Regions from separate parts of the Urocitellus parryii genome. Here region 1 is linked to region 2. A link is a contact called in public Hi-C data. All regions are on one chromosome and are shown on one strand. Each heading gives the region's core, a stretch centred on a gene start, on an enhancer-like site or on the middle of the called end of the contact. The rest is flanking DNA. Distances are from core to core; before and after follow the strand shown.

Region 1 (6,945 bases), core at 944-3,443, 470 kb before region 2:
ATACTAACTGAGCAATCCTCCTTTTCAATAAAGGAGAATGGGCTTAGAAAATAAGACTAAGGAAAGAGGGAATATATGAAGTTACAGGAATGGCTTAACTGCTATTCCTACCTATGGACACTGGACAAGTCACTTCTTAAACCTTAGTTTGCTCATATGTAAAACTGTGTACAGCAGAGATTACTTAGAAGAATTGTTATGAAAAGTAAGCAAGAAAGTACATATAAGAACTAAAAATTAATAAATTTGGAGTACCATGTATCAGACACTGGGCACCCTAATTTACTTCACTAAATCCTCACAAAAATCTTATGGCATAAATCCTGTCATTGACCCCATTTTACTGAAAACCTCTGAGTGCCTTTACTCTGTTAAGTCATTCGAAACCACAAAGTCAGGAAGAAATAGGGCCAACATTTGAACCCAGAATATTTGACTTCAGAACAAGGTTCCTCAATTTTAGGACTATACTTTGGACCAAAAAATGCTTACTTTGTGGGGGCCATTTAACAGTATCTCTTGTGTCTACCACTAGAGGCCAATAGTATCCCCATCCCACTGTGACAACTAAAAAATGTTTCCATACATTGCCTCTGAGGAACCAAATCACCCTGGTAAAAAAAAATCACTGCTTTAATAATGCAGCAATAAAAATAAATTTTAAAAAACACTGCTTTATAACATGGCATAGGGCTAAATGCTCTTCAATACATGATTTTTCCTTTGTTTCTCTTCCAGCCCAAAAACCTCATTCACAGAGCCACTTCCTCTTTAAGCTAGAATAGACCTTTTGGGATTAACAGATTGAGATAATGGTCCACTCAATTCCCTAGAGATCTCATACATCTACTATAACTGCTTGGGGGTACAGAAAAAGGGAAGTTTCCCTGCTTCACCCCTCACCCTTGACTACTCTTCTTCCCCAAAGTCTTAACACTTTCAGCAATGGAGTAATCAGATGGAGTCTCAGTGTCTCAGGATAAGAGGTCTCAATAGAGGAAGATTCTGCCCACACCCACCTTCAGGGAATATCACATTCAGATTCTCTTAAGACTTATGACTTTATTTCTGAACCCATGACTATGCAAAACTTCATACATATACACTCATATATAGTTTCACAGGTTACTTTTAGGTCCTTGGTTATCCAGAACTCCACTTCCCATGAGAGACTTCAGAATTCCTTTAGTAGTCTAAGATACCAACCCACAAATCTCCCCAGAGGCCTTTAATTCTATAGCCCAGTTACAACATCCCCACCCCAGCATTCAATCCTCTCCAAATCCCGTTCCCAACTCACAATATAGAATTTCAACCTTTTGCACTGTACATTGCAACCTTGCAAACCTCATGAATTATTCACTCATGTGCCCTAAATCCCTCTGACATATTCTTTAATCCGTGTTTCCAAATCTCTGTAGCCTTCAACCTTTCTTCTCAGCTCAACACCCCAATCCTGCACCTTAAATTTCCTCCCTCCTTTCATCTGAGCGCTCAACTCCATCAGGAACAGTGCAGCACGCAAACCATACTCCTCCTTCTTTCATTGACCCTGCCTCACGTGCTGCTTTCAAACCTTAGCCAGGTCTCCTGCTACACCATAGATCCTGCTTCTTACAGATTCCCCTAGGAACTCACCCCTCGATCTCTCCCAGACCTTAATCCGGAAATTCCTTTCTCTTTAGCAAGGATCGCCCTAGACCGGATCTTAGACCTTGCCCCCTACCCCGCAAACGCCTAGCGCTCCTACATTCCCTGGAATCTCATCAAGGCTCCCCAGTTCCTTCACGTTTCTAAAATTCTGCACCCAGATCCTACTGGGGGCCTCAGACTCCCTCCCATCACCCAGATGCTGCACCCGGCTGTCTTCGGGGCCCCCACATTACCTCATACCTCCCGAGACCGAGACGCTGCGACTGCGAATCTTCGCAGAACCACTCGCTCCCCTCCCCCAGCTGCATCTCCTGCGATTCTAGCCCCAATCCCTCCCGAGCCTGCCCCTCGCAGCCCCACCCCCACCGCGTCCTGCCTCTCGGATCCGTTCCCCAGACCCTGCCACTGGGGCGTGGGTCCCCGCCCAGCCGCTCAAACACCGCCCGCGACTCCGGCTGCGGTCCCTGGTCCCCTGCCCTCCTTCCCGCCCCCTACCTGACCGCCCGCGGCTCCAACGCGTCCACCACCGCCAGCCCACCCGCCCGCCGCCCACTGCGCACGCGCCGCCGCACGCCCCCTTATCGGGCTCCAATTCGCAGAGCCGCCTGTCCGTCATGGCGCTCCTCCCCGCCCCGAGGCATGCTGGGGCTTGTAGGCCAGAGGGCAGATCGCTCTGGGCCCAGTGGCGCAGTGGGGCTAACATCGTTTTATTCAGCTTCCTTCCTGTCTCCTTTCGACCGATGAGGAAACTGAGGCCCACTCGCAACAGGAGTCTAGTTCACTCAGGGAGACGGAAACCAATCCAGAGCTCCGGGTTTGACTCCGTGTCGGCTTCTTCTGTAAACTGTCTTCAGTTGGTAGTTTCCAAGAATGCCTTAGCGCCTCACAGAAAGGCCCTCGGAGCCTCAGCTTTCCCATCTGCGAAATGGCACAAGGGAAGACAAGCCCAGAACCCCAACTCCCTACATCAAGCTCTCTGTTTTTGCTCGTGACACACCCTTTACTAGAGCCATTATCTGAGCAAAAAGCTGCTCCTGGAAAGGAGAGTTTTTTCTACTCAGCTGGGAGACCGACAGCAGAGAGAGAGATGGGGAAACACTACAGCTTCTGTCCTCGCAGACTGAAGCTACTCCGAAACCCAAACCCGAGTCTGGCTTTGGGGAGTCGGGTGGGTGGTGAAGTCTTACCAGGTAAAGGCTGATCTACTGGGTGGCCAGGACCTGCAATCCCTAAAATAGCTTGGAGCCAGTTACCTGCTCCTGAAGGTGACCATACTGTACAGTTTAAGAGTGAAGGGGGAGTTTGAAGTAGTATGTGCTGGTTTTGAAGTTCTGCTTTGCTATGTGACAGTGCATAATGATAAAACTACAGACAATACTTGCTGACTGGTGACAACTAAGTTATTCACCTCCATAGCTCATTTAATCCTCAGAACTACTCTTTGAGAGAAGATTAATGATGCCAAGTTTAAATAACAAGGCCACCAGGTACTACCTGTCAGAACCTAAGAGTTAAACCCAATCCTGAAAATTCAACTTCTTAATCTTGTGTAACCATTCTCCCCATTTCTTTATCTGTAAATGAAGGTGAGATTTTGCTATGAGGATGAATTTAGATCGTCAATTAATGGAAGTTTTTTAAAAATTGTAATTGGCTCTTACCCATTCAGGGCTGCTGGATCCATAATCCCTAGCATTTCAGATATTGGGAAAACAGGAAGTTAATACTTGACATACTTCATGGCCTCCTTGAATACCTGAGACCAACAGTGCACTTGCAATTCAGGGCCGCATGGAGTTTGAACAGGCAGGGTAAAAATAGATTGAGTCAAAACTAGATGGAGAAGGGAGCCGCATTGGAGACTAAAAGGCCTGGAACAGATTTTGGTCAAAATTGGCCTCTGGTGGATATAGACAGAACCTCGGGGAACAGGAGGGAGGGGTATTTACACTTCCTACTTTCCTATGTACCTGCTTCTAACTCTGATCGTTTTTCACAAACCACATACAGGTTGGTCTTTATTCTTTTGCCTGTCATCTTTACCTGTGGGATATGAACTTCCCTGAAGGACATTGCCTGTTTGTAGTCATATCTGTTAGCACAATGCCCAGCATATAAAATTTGTTGAGTAAATAAAGCAGACTCAGAATTGTGACCTTAGGCAAATCAAATTGCCTGACTGGCCTGGAGTTAAGTGCAAAATGACTCACTGGGATCACTCAATTAAGTGTTGGCCATGTTTTGGGCACCATAATATATCAGGCACTACGTAGATATTCATGTTACAATTAATTCCTTCAGTTCCTTAAGTAGATAGTAGTAGTTCCATGTTACAAAAGAGGTAACAAAGGCTCAGAAAGAGGTAGAACTAGAGTAAACATCTAGTCCAGTTGGCTATGAACCACCATGCCAAAATTACCCACATTTGTGACATGTGCTATCTCTCTATTTTATTAAGGTTTGTTTATAAGACTCAAAAGAAATGTCAGTGCTCAGAAGTCAAGGAATTTGTGGCAGCCCTTATGACAATGTGATATAATCCTGTCAAGGAAAAGATTCTCATTTGAGCTGTTCTGAGCAGCATCACCAGAGAATAGTGGAATGTGCTACTGAAAGTCTGAAGATAAAGCTCAAGAATGCCTTTAAAAAAAATCATTTCTTCCTGTTACAAAAAAAAGTGTTTATTTGACTGTCTTTTAAAAAAATTTTTAAACTACTTACCGGTTGAATTAATTGCCATGCTTTACACAAAATCTTTTTATTTTTCAAAGTAAAATAAGCACTCTGGAACTGTACTCATTTTTATTCTGTGGCTTTGCATACACTGGCACAATATTAGCAGTCCTCTTACACAGAGACATTTAAAAATACTCTTTGTGGAGCCCTTTAAATACTCTTTATTCAGCATTTTAATATAATGGGTTTCCATTTAACATTTAAATCACCTGTATCAGTTTCCTAGGGCTGTGGGAACCAACTACCACAAACTAGGTGGTTTAAAATAAGAAAAATTTATTCTCTCACAGTCCTGGAGGCTAAATGTTTGAAATAAAGGTATAAGCAGGGCCATGCTCTCTGTAGGCTTTATGAGATCTTTGCAATTATATTAAGCAAATTATCTTGTTATATTATGTACATATATGAAATTCATAACAACAAATCCCACTATTCTGTGTAATTCTAATGCATCACTGGAAAATATAGGAAGAAAAAAAGAAAAAAGATCCTTCCTTATTTCTTCCATATTCTGGTAGCCCCAGGCATTCCTTGATTTGAAACAATAGTTATATTGGATTAAGGGCCTGCCCCACTCCAGTTGATGTCCTTTTTATTGAATACATTTATGGCAACTTATTCCCAAATAAGGTCACCTTCTAATGTTCTGGGAGTTAAACTTTCAACATACCTTTTTGGAGACACAGTTTTACTGATAACACCACCAAACTTTATGTGCTTTTCTCTTTAAAACAGGGATTGATAACTGGCAACATTGTTGAGAAAAAAATGAGATGTTAGATGTAAAACATTTAGCATTTTGTCTACAGTGTTGGAGTGTTTATTTTGCATTTATTATTTTTAAAAAATAAATTTACTCATTTAAGTACACCATTGTTTAGAAAGAGCAAGGGCTCTGGAATCAGCCCCATTTTCCCCAGAAAGTTATTTTAGGGAATATATAAGAAGATGATCTAACATAAGCCTAGATAACTTGTTGGAATTGACAAAGCTTTATAACCTTGGGCAACTTAACATCTCAGTACTTTACTTTTCTCCTCTACAAAATAGGGATAATAGTAGTTATTTACAACATAAAATGTAAATATAAGGTGACATTAGATCTAAAGTGTTTAAAGTTTTACTGGTAAAGAATAAGTGCTCTGTGAATGTTAGCTGCTATTATTATTATTATTATTATTATTCTCAAAATATCTCCTTCTGTCATTGGCAACTGAATTTTGAGGGATAGGAGGATTTTTTTGCTTACAGAATATAGGGGAGATAATTGTTAAGGGATAAAACTCTCACTACTTCCTAACCAAATTTGTCTGAGTCTAGAAGTTTACAATTACTAGAATTTTCATGAAATAACAAAATTATATATGTCTATCTTTATTACTTGTCTATCACTATATATCAAATAATCCCCTAAAATGTTTCCACTTAAAATAATTACTCACACATTGTCTCACAGTCTCATTGAAACAAGAATCCAAGCATAGTTTTACTGGATCCTCTACTTTACCTTGTCTTCCAAGGCTGTGATGAAGTTATTGCAGTGGGCTGAGATCTCACCTGAGGGCTGAAACCGGAAAGAATACAATTCCAGATCCCTTATATAGTTGGCTAGATTCAGTTCCTTAAGGGTTGTTGGATTGTGGGCCTAGTTCTTTGCAGGCTATAGTCTGGAGATTTCCCTCAGTACCTTATCACATGAACCTTTCCATGTTTCATTTTGTTTCATCAAATCCAGCAGGAGGGAGTCCGCTAACAAGATGGAAGTCACAATTTTTTTTTGTAAGCCAGTTTCAGAAGCAGCATTCTTTTCGTGTTGCCATATTCTGTTGGTCAGGAGCCAGTTGTTCAAGTACAGGAGATTGTAACAGGCAGTGAATATCAAGAGGTGGGATTATTGAGGGATTTCAAAGGCTTCTTTTCCTGCCTCTTACCTTCCTTTCATTCCATTAACTTCTGTCTCTCCTTCTGTTATTCTCTATTTTTTATTTGTATCTATCTATCTAGTTAGTTAGTTCTAGTTCTTGCTAAAACTGACTCTAACCTCCATATACCATATTTAATACCTATATGTTTCTCAGTCTAGCCTAAACCTGAAACATAGAGGACTCAATAGGTGTTTGAATTCAATTTAAATTAAATATATAAAAGAAAATCTGAACAGAGTCAACTTTATCTACCATCATAATGTAACTATTATATTGGCTATATTTATATAATATTAACCATTTATGAAGATCTCTGTAATCCATTTACACATATTTATGATAACGCTAGGAATATAACAAGTGCCTTTTCAATAAATATAAATTTTGATATTTTATTTACCTAATGATGAAAAGTATTTGAAATTGTTTTTCTCTGGCCTTCATAGCTGTCAAACCAGTTATGTGTTTGTCAAGTTGACAAACCCATCTTTGAACAAATAAGACTCCATAAACTTCCTTGTGTAGGGAGTTTTTTTTTTTTTTCTTTTTTGATTTATTTCCTTGAGCCGAAATGGTAACAACTGATTCAGAATTTTGAAGCTTTATTTTAATATCATGTACATTTATATTC
Region 2 (6,812 bases), core at 2,080-4,579:
TCTCTGTGTCTCTCCCCATCTGGCATAAAAGGTGACTGACTAGCTTGGGTAACCTCTGAGGACCCTTCTCACAGAAACCTTAAAGAATTCTTCAATCCTAAAGACCATTCATCATTAGAGGGTGCCCAGCATGCAAGCAGGCACTTTCTAACTTTGTCTTTGTTTTTGCCTGCATAAACCTTCATATATATATATATATATATATATATATATATATATATATATATATAATTTCCCCCTCTCCTTCCCTTTTAGAAAAATGAAAGGCATGTTTTCCAAGCTTCAGAAGCAAACTGCTCCTTCACTGTTTCCCCTGCCTCTCAGGAGAGGGCCTGAACTGGTGTCCCTAAAGTTTGAACCTGGGTGGAAATAGCACCCCAGGCCAGCAGATCAGGAAGCACCCCAGGCGTGGCAAGGGCTGCCCCTGGCAGATGACAGACCTGGTTAACAGCACCGTAAAATTAGACCTTTATGAAACCCAATTGAATCCTGCAGCAAAGAGTGATGTAAGGCAGCTTGGCCTGACAGCAAGTCAGCAAGCAGCCCTCTGCCCGAAATAGCAGTGTAGTCCCTGCTGAGCGATGACTGCTCTCAAGATAGGTGACCAGGGATTCCTGCGAAAGTGGTGACCCCCAGCCAGAGAAAGCCAGCAGAGGTCAGGCAGCCAACTAGGCACCTGAGGTCCCTGTGCGAGGATGGACTTCCTGCACCCACCTGAGTGTCCAGCCTCTCCCAGCCCCAGCATACACCCAGGAGGGAGCTGGAAAAGCACTTCTGTTTGCTTTTTAATTCAAGGAGAAGCAGGTTCTTTTTCCTCCAACAGTCTGTACCGTGTAGAGGATACTGCAGAAGGAGTCTTTTCTGGCTCTGGGCCAGGTGTTTACACACCGCCAAATCTGGCTCAGACTCAAGTAGGGGAGGGAAAAAAAATCCACCAGAATCCTCCGGAGAAAAGCTCCTAGCTTTCTGGGGCTACACGACAGCAGTGCCTTTTTTTTTTTTTTTCTCGTTTTGAGAGGAATGTTATTTCCACACATAAAATGGACCAGGCATTTTATACAAGCAATAATAGCTTAACGTCCTCCATCCAATTAAAGTATTTTACTGCAACAATCTTTGTGTGAAAAGAGTGAATGAGTATCAAGAGTACGCATGTGAAGAGACCCTTGTCTGAGTTACAGACACATAAAGCAATCCCGTGGAATCCCAGGTGTGTGTGTGTGTGTGTGTGTGTGTGTGTGTGTGTACACACACACATACACACAAATACATATACCCCTTCACTTATGATACCTAAATAACTCTGGGTTCTCCTCTTCAGAGGGGAAATGCTCCAAATCACCAGTAGGACAGGTAAAGGCTCGGAAAAAAACAGGTCTATTTTTTGTTGTTGTTGTTTTTTAAATCACCTCCAAGCAGCAGACTGCTTTTCATATGTATAAAAAAGGAGAAGTACACACCAATCCCTGAATTATCACTGTCGTCATTATTATTTTGAATACTGCCTCTTCTGTTCCATATTATATCCTGCTCTGGTTGACTAGGGGAGCTAAAAGCGAGTGAGCCCGGTTTCCTTCTCCTTTCCCGGGGGAAAAAAGGAAAAATAGCAAGGGATGACGATGACGTCAGTTGTGTGTGTTGGGGGAGTAGTTCTAGCTCTCGTTTGGTAGCTGGAAAGTTCGGGCTTTGAGGGGACATCTTTTTGGTACAGCAGCAGAGTTTGGGTTCCCTGAAGTGGACTTCATGGAAATAGGATCGTCAGCACATTGTCAGAAAAAAGTCCAAGCCAAGGCGAGAAAGAAGCTGACTGTCCGAAGAGCTCTCGGAGCTTCCCCTTCTAAGAAAGTGTGTGTAAGGGGGTGGGATCGCAAAACGCCTCCACACGTTTGCTGGCTTGCAGCGAAGGGGGAACCCCTACTCTCACTTTAAGACGTCCCAGGACATGGCAAGAGTGTGCAGAAAGGGAATCTCCCAGACGAAGAAGCAAAACTTTCATTCTCTCCTCCAGCGCCGCCCCCTCCACCCCCCAGTTTTATTAAAGGCATTTCCACAGATTCATTTAGAGGGGGAAAAATGAATGTTGGCGCATTTCTAAGGTTTGCAACCCTCGCTAAGTGTCCGGTTTCACTATGGGCTTTGCTGCGTAGGGGAGAGAGAGGGAGGGTAAGGAGGGAGAACTCAAATTCATTACGGGCTCATAAAAGTCCCAAATGAGAAAAGCGCCCCATTTCGCAGCGGGGTCTGGAGAAAGCTGGCGGGGTGTGTGTTAGGAAGGTCTCTCCCCAATTCCGAGTGGCAGGCAGCGGGCTTTAAAAGCAAAGATATGGGAGGACAGTGCGTGGGGCTGCGGTGTGTGTTGGGGGACTTGGGGGACAAGGGAGGTGGACCCCAGAGGCAGGTTTCAAACAGAGCGACTTTGGGGCACTTCGAGGACTTCTAAGTCTGGTGATCACAACAACATTGTCCCTGCCAGCTTCCAGGGTGAAGGGGCCAATCCAGGGGGCTACCTCCACCAAAAAGTCAGAGAAATCAAAGGTCCCCTAGCTTCCTTTTACATGCAACCCAATTGGGTCATCCTCCCCTCCCTCTCCAACCCAGACGGAGTCCGTCTGACAATGCAGAGAACTGCTTCCGTGCGCTAGGCTCCCCGGGGACTAGCCCTCCCCGACTCAGGGTCTCCAGCCGCCTGGAACGCTCCCCACTCTGCTCGCGGTGGCTGGGGGGGGGGCAGGCAGCGACACCTTCCCCGTGTGCCCATTCCTCAGATGGGACAAAGTGAGGCTCCCGAGGTGGCTGCCCCACAGACACACCCGCAAGCCCCCGACCCGCCCGCCACCCGCGTCCAGGCACCCGCGCGCTTCAAGGGCCACGGGGACGGTGCAGCGCCCGTCTGGGCGCCCTCGCCTACCTGTGATCACCGCCGGGGACCTCTGGCCCCCCTCCGCTCGCAGCCACACTTGCAGCGTGAACGCGTCCCGGGGCAGCTCGAGGTCGGCCCGGAGGCGCAGCTGCTCGCCGCGCCCGCTGAAATAGAGCGCCCGGCTCGGCGGGCTCGGCTCCTCGGCGGCGCCCCTCGCCTCCCGCTGCTGCCGCCGCCGGGGGACGCGCACGGCTTCCCAGGCACCGCCCGGCGGCGGCGGCGGCGGCGGCGGCGGCGAGGCGCGGCGGCCGCGGGCCGCCCGGGTGGCGCAGGTGGCCGGGCCGGCGGCGGGGCGCGGGGGGCGGCCGGCCCGCGGGTCTCTCCGGGCCCGGCGGGGGCGCTCGGCCAGCCCGCAGCCCAGCGCGGCGCTCAGCAGCCCCAGGCGCAGCACCCAACTCCAGAGCCGCATGTCCGACGGTCCCCCCCGCCCCCCCTTCGCCCCTGCACCGCCGCCCGGAGCTGCCAGCTTTGGGAGCTTTCTTCTTGTTCACCCTTCTTGGGCGAGCCCCCCTTCCACTTGCTTTTTTCTTTTCTTTCTCGCTTTCCTCCTCAAGGTGTGTGCTCCACTCCCCCCACCTTTGAAAAATACAGTCCAACTCCTCCTGGTTGGCAATTAATTTCTCTCCCCGCTCCTTTATCTGCCTTATTTCCCCCTCTAACAGCTGGTTACCTTCCTTCTTGTTTTATTTCATTTTATTTTATATGATTTCTCGCTCTAAAAAAAAAAAAAAAAAAGCTCCTCTAAGACACTGATCCGCTGAATTCCCTCCCCCCCAAAAGATGCTCTAATTTATTTATTTTTTGCGTCCTTTATAACACAAGCCACAGCCCCCTTCTCCCCCCCCCAGTCCCCCCTCCCCTCCCTCCTTCTTCACAAAATGAAAGGAAAGAGGGGGGAAAAAATCCCTCAGAAGATGAGTAAACAAGCGTAAGCTAATCTGCTCCCGAGCGCTCCACCTTCTCAATTGAATGAGTCCCTGTTAAAACTGCGGGGATCATGACTAATCAATCGGTTTGGAGAGGCCGAGCTACCCAGCCTTCCTCCACTTTGCCATTTGCCTCCTTTCCTTCGCTCCTGCTTCTCCACCCCCCCACCCCTCTTTTTTTTTTTTTTTTTTTTTAAAGAAGACAATCTTAAAGTAACAATTTAATAAATTCTGTACACACCCCCTTATGGTCCTCCCAGCTCTCCTCATTCCTGTTCAAAACACACATTCCTGTTTTTGTTTTGTTTTGCTTGTTTTTTTTCCCCTTCTTCATCACTCCCCCTCCGCCCGCTCCCCTGATTTTTTTTTTTTTTTCCTCCTGGCCGGAGAAAAACCTATCTCTTCTCTCAGGATCCCCTTTGCACTTTGCTGGTAAACCTCATCCTTTTCCATAGTACATAAAGCGTCTTGAAACTTGATTCTCAAATTTTAAAAATATTCTCTCCATCTTTCTCTTCTCCCTTTTTCTTTCTCTCACCTCTCTCTCCCTCCCTCCTCCTCCTTCCTCTTACACCTCTCTCTCTCTCTCTCTCTCTCTCTCTCTCTCTCTCTCTCTCTCTCTCTCTCTCTCTCTCTCTCTCTCTCTCTCTCTCTCTCTCTCTCTCCCTCACCCCCTGTTCCATTCCTCTCTCTTCCTCTTTCCCTTCTCTCTTACCTTCCCAGTCTTTCCTCCCTTTTTCCTTCTCCCTCTCAGAATTTTCCTGAAGTTCCACAGTGTAGTGATGAAGGGCCCCCCTCTTCCCGGAGCCCCAAGAGTGGCCAGTTGTAGCTAACCCTAGTTGTTCCCAAATTTATCATGGAGTCATCAGAAGACAGCAGAGGGAAAGGCATTTTCCAGGACATCTGTCTTTCAGAAGCTGTAGACCCAGCGAAACTGGGTCTCTGAATTCCCCTGAATACTCTTAAAAATATTCTGTTGGTGGTTAAGAATTATTTTAATATTATACAAACAACAAGAGAGCAAAACATTAGTTTACCTAATTTCAACCTAAGCAATTGTGGTTCTCTGTTATTGTCCAAGTCACAGAAAAGGATCTGGCCATTTGCTGTTTTGTAAATCTGTTTTTGAACTGGGACATATATGTAATATTTTTTTTTTCTTTTTCCCCCCTCTTTATGGAACTCAAAAGCTCCCCCTTATGGCAAAACAGTTTCCTTCTTCTTTTTTTTTCCCCCTCCAAAGTGTTTAATAAGTCAAAATGAGTTAGCAGTGGTGGATTACAAATTATTAGTTACCAGTCTATCCAAATAATGTAGTGATAAAAATATGCTGTGTGAGGTTTGCATGTGGATAGCATACTGGAAACCTGATGTGAAATTAATGCCACTAATTTGTGACTTTCATCCCTATGGTGCGCCTGTCCTCAGGGCTGCTCCAGATCCTTCCTGAGGTCTGGGATCATTGCTACATGCTTCAGGGAGAGAGAAAACCAGTGGAGAATGTGTGCTGGTAAAAGTATAAAGATTTGTAAGATGAGCAAACGACTCAGACATCCCCTCTATAAAAGCTGGAATGTGCTCTGTGGGAATCATGGAACCATTTTGAAAACAGGAGATCCCAGATTCAGATCTTTCTGGTTTGGGAAGAACTTGCTATGTAATCTTAAGCTAAGAAGTTTGAACTCTAGTTCTCCAGCTATAAAATGAAAAATCACAGTATATTCTAAATGAGTTTTCAGAGGCTGGCTAGAAGAATAAAGGACCCTGGGTGCACAATGATACGGATAAGGAATTCATCTTAGCAAATCTTTGACTTCCTGCTACTCCAGTCACCTATAGAAGTCACAAGGTTGTCATTCAATAAGAAAAGAGCTATGTTGAACTGCATAAATTATGTCATTCAGAATTTCCCTTCCTCTCCAATAGAAGTTGGAACATGAGTACAGATGGACTTCAGTGGTGGCCATTAAGCATTTGGAAACTGTGTATCTTCAAGGGGGCTTTTAAGTCATTGGGTTCAATAGTTTTTAATATTCCTAGACTTTGGGGATTTCAACTCTCCAGCCAGGAGGGAAAACAGACACTCTCACTTCTACTCCAGTCTAACTCCAGCACATACCCGAATCCTGCCCTTGAAGGAGTACTTTCACTTCTCTACCCTTCCATTTCCTTACCTTTCAAATAGGAATATCTACTTCCCAAATTTATTTTGAGGACAGAATATGCTCTGGGACATGATACTCTGAAGTATAGAACTGGCATTTAAATATCATTTATTCCAGTCCTGTCAAGAACAAAGTTCCCTTTAGGTTCTTATAGACAAACAAATATTGAGGAGGACAACTTATGGCGGCAGAAAAAGGAAGGGACGAAACAGCCATATCTTATAAGTCATTGAGCTCTTTGGCCTCATTCCCTAAATATACAGGGAGCATTTGGCAAAGCCTTTTGCTCATTTATTCATTGGCCCTGCAATTATACTGTTTGGCCCCTCCTCTCTTGGAAGCCACTTTTATTCTTTATGTATGTATTTTTGTATTTATTTATTTTTGGTTGAGGTGCAAAGACTTAGATGAATCCTAACCTTTGGCTGGTAACTCTTTCTAATCAATGACTTATGCATAACCTTTTTATGTATTGATGTATAATATAATCTACCATGTGCTGCTATCCCTTTTTTTTTTAAATTGCATCAATTGATCTTTCATGGATTTATTCCCTGTCTTTTCATCATTTGTAGTAGAGGAACAACAATTTGAGAGTCAGGTGATTGCTGGGCAAGGTGGCACACACCTGTAATCCCAGCAGGTCCAGAGGCTGAGGCAGAAGGATTGCAAGTTCAAAGCCAGCCTCAGCAACTTAAGGAGACCTTAAACAACTTAGTGAGATCCTCTCTCAGAATAAAAAATAAAATAAAATGGAAATAAAATGGGCTGGGAATATAGCTCAGTGGTTAAGTGCTACTG

What was found. Hi-C and Micro-C count contacts between places; a contact is called where the count stands out from the background.
Region 1: a contact with region 2 is called in a Hi-C map of muscle, with 3 times the contacts expected there. The contact joins the promoter of Trim32 here to the promoter of Pappa in region 2. A contact is called at or near these places in 2 of 2 Hi-C or Micro-C datasets (liver and muscle).

The regions. Positions count from the first base shown.
Region 1 is chr4:194,003,721-194,010,665 of mUroPar1.hap1, reverse strand. It overlaps Trim32 (tripartite motif containing 32), which reads right to left and starts at 2,193. Exons shown (of 2, transcript XM_026393330.2): 1 at 2,149-2,193. The region is part of intron 15 of Astn2 (astrotactin 2); the gene reads left to right.
Region 2 is chr4:193,538,634-193,545,445 of mUroPar1.hap1, reverse strand. Pappa (pappalysin 1) reads right to left here and starts at 3,329. Exons shown (of 22, transcript XM_026393335.2): 1 at 2,909-3,329. The coding sequence starts at 3,329.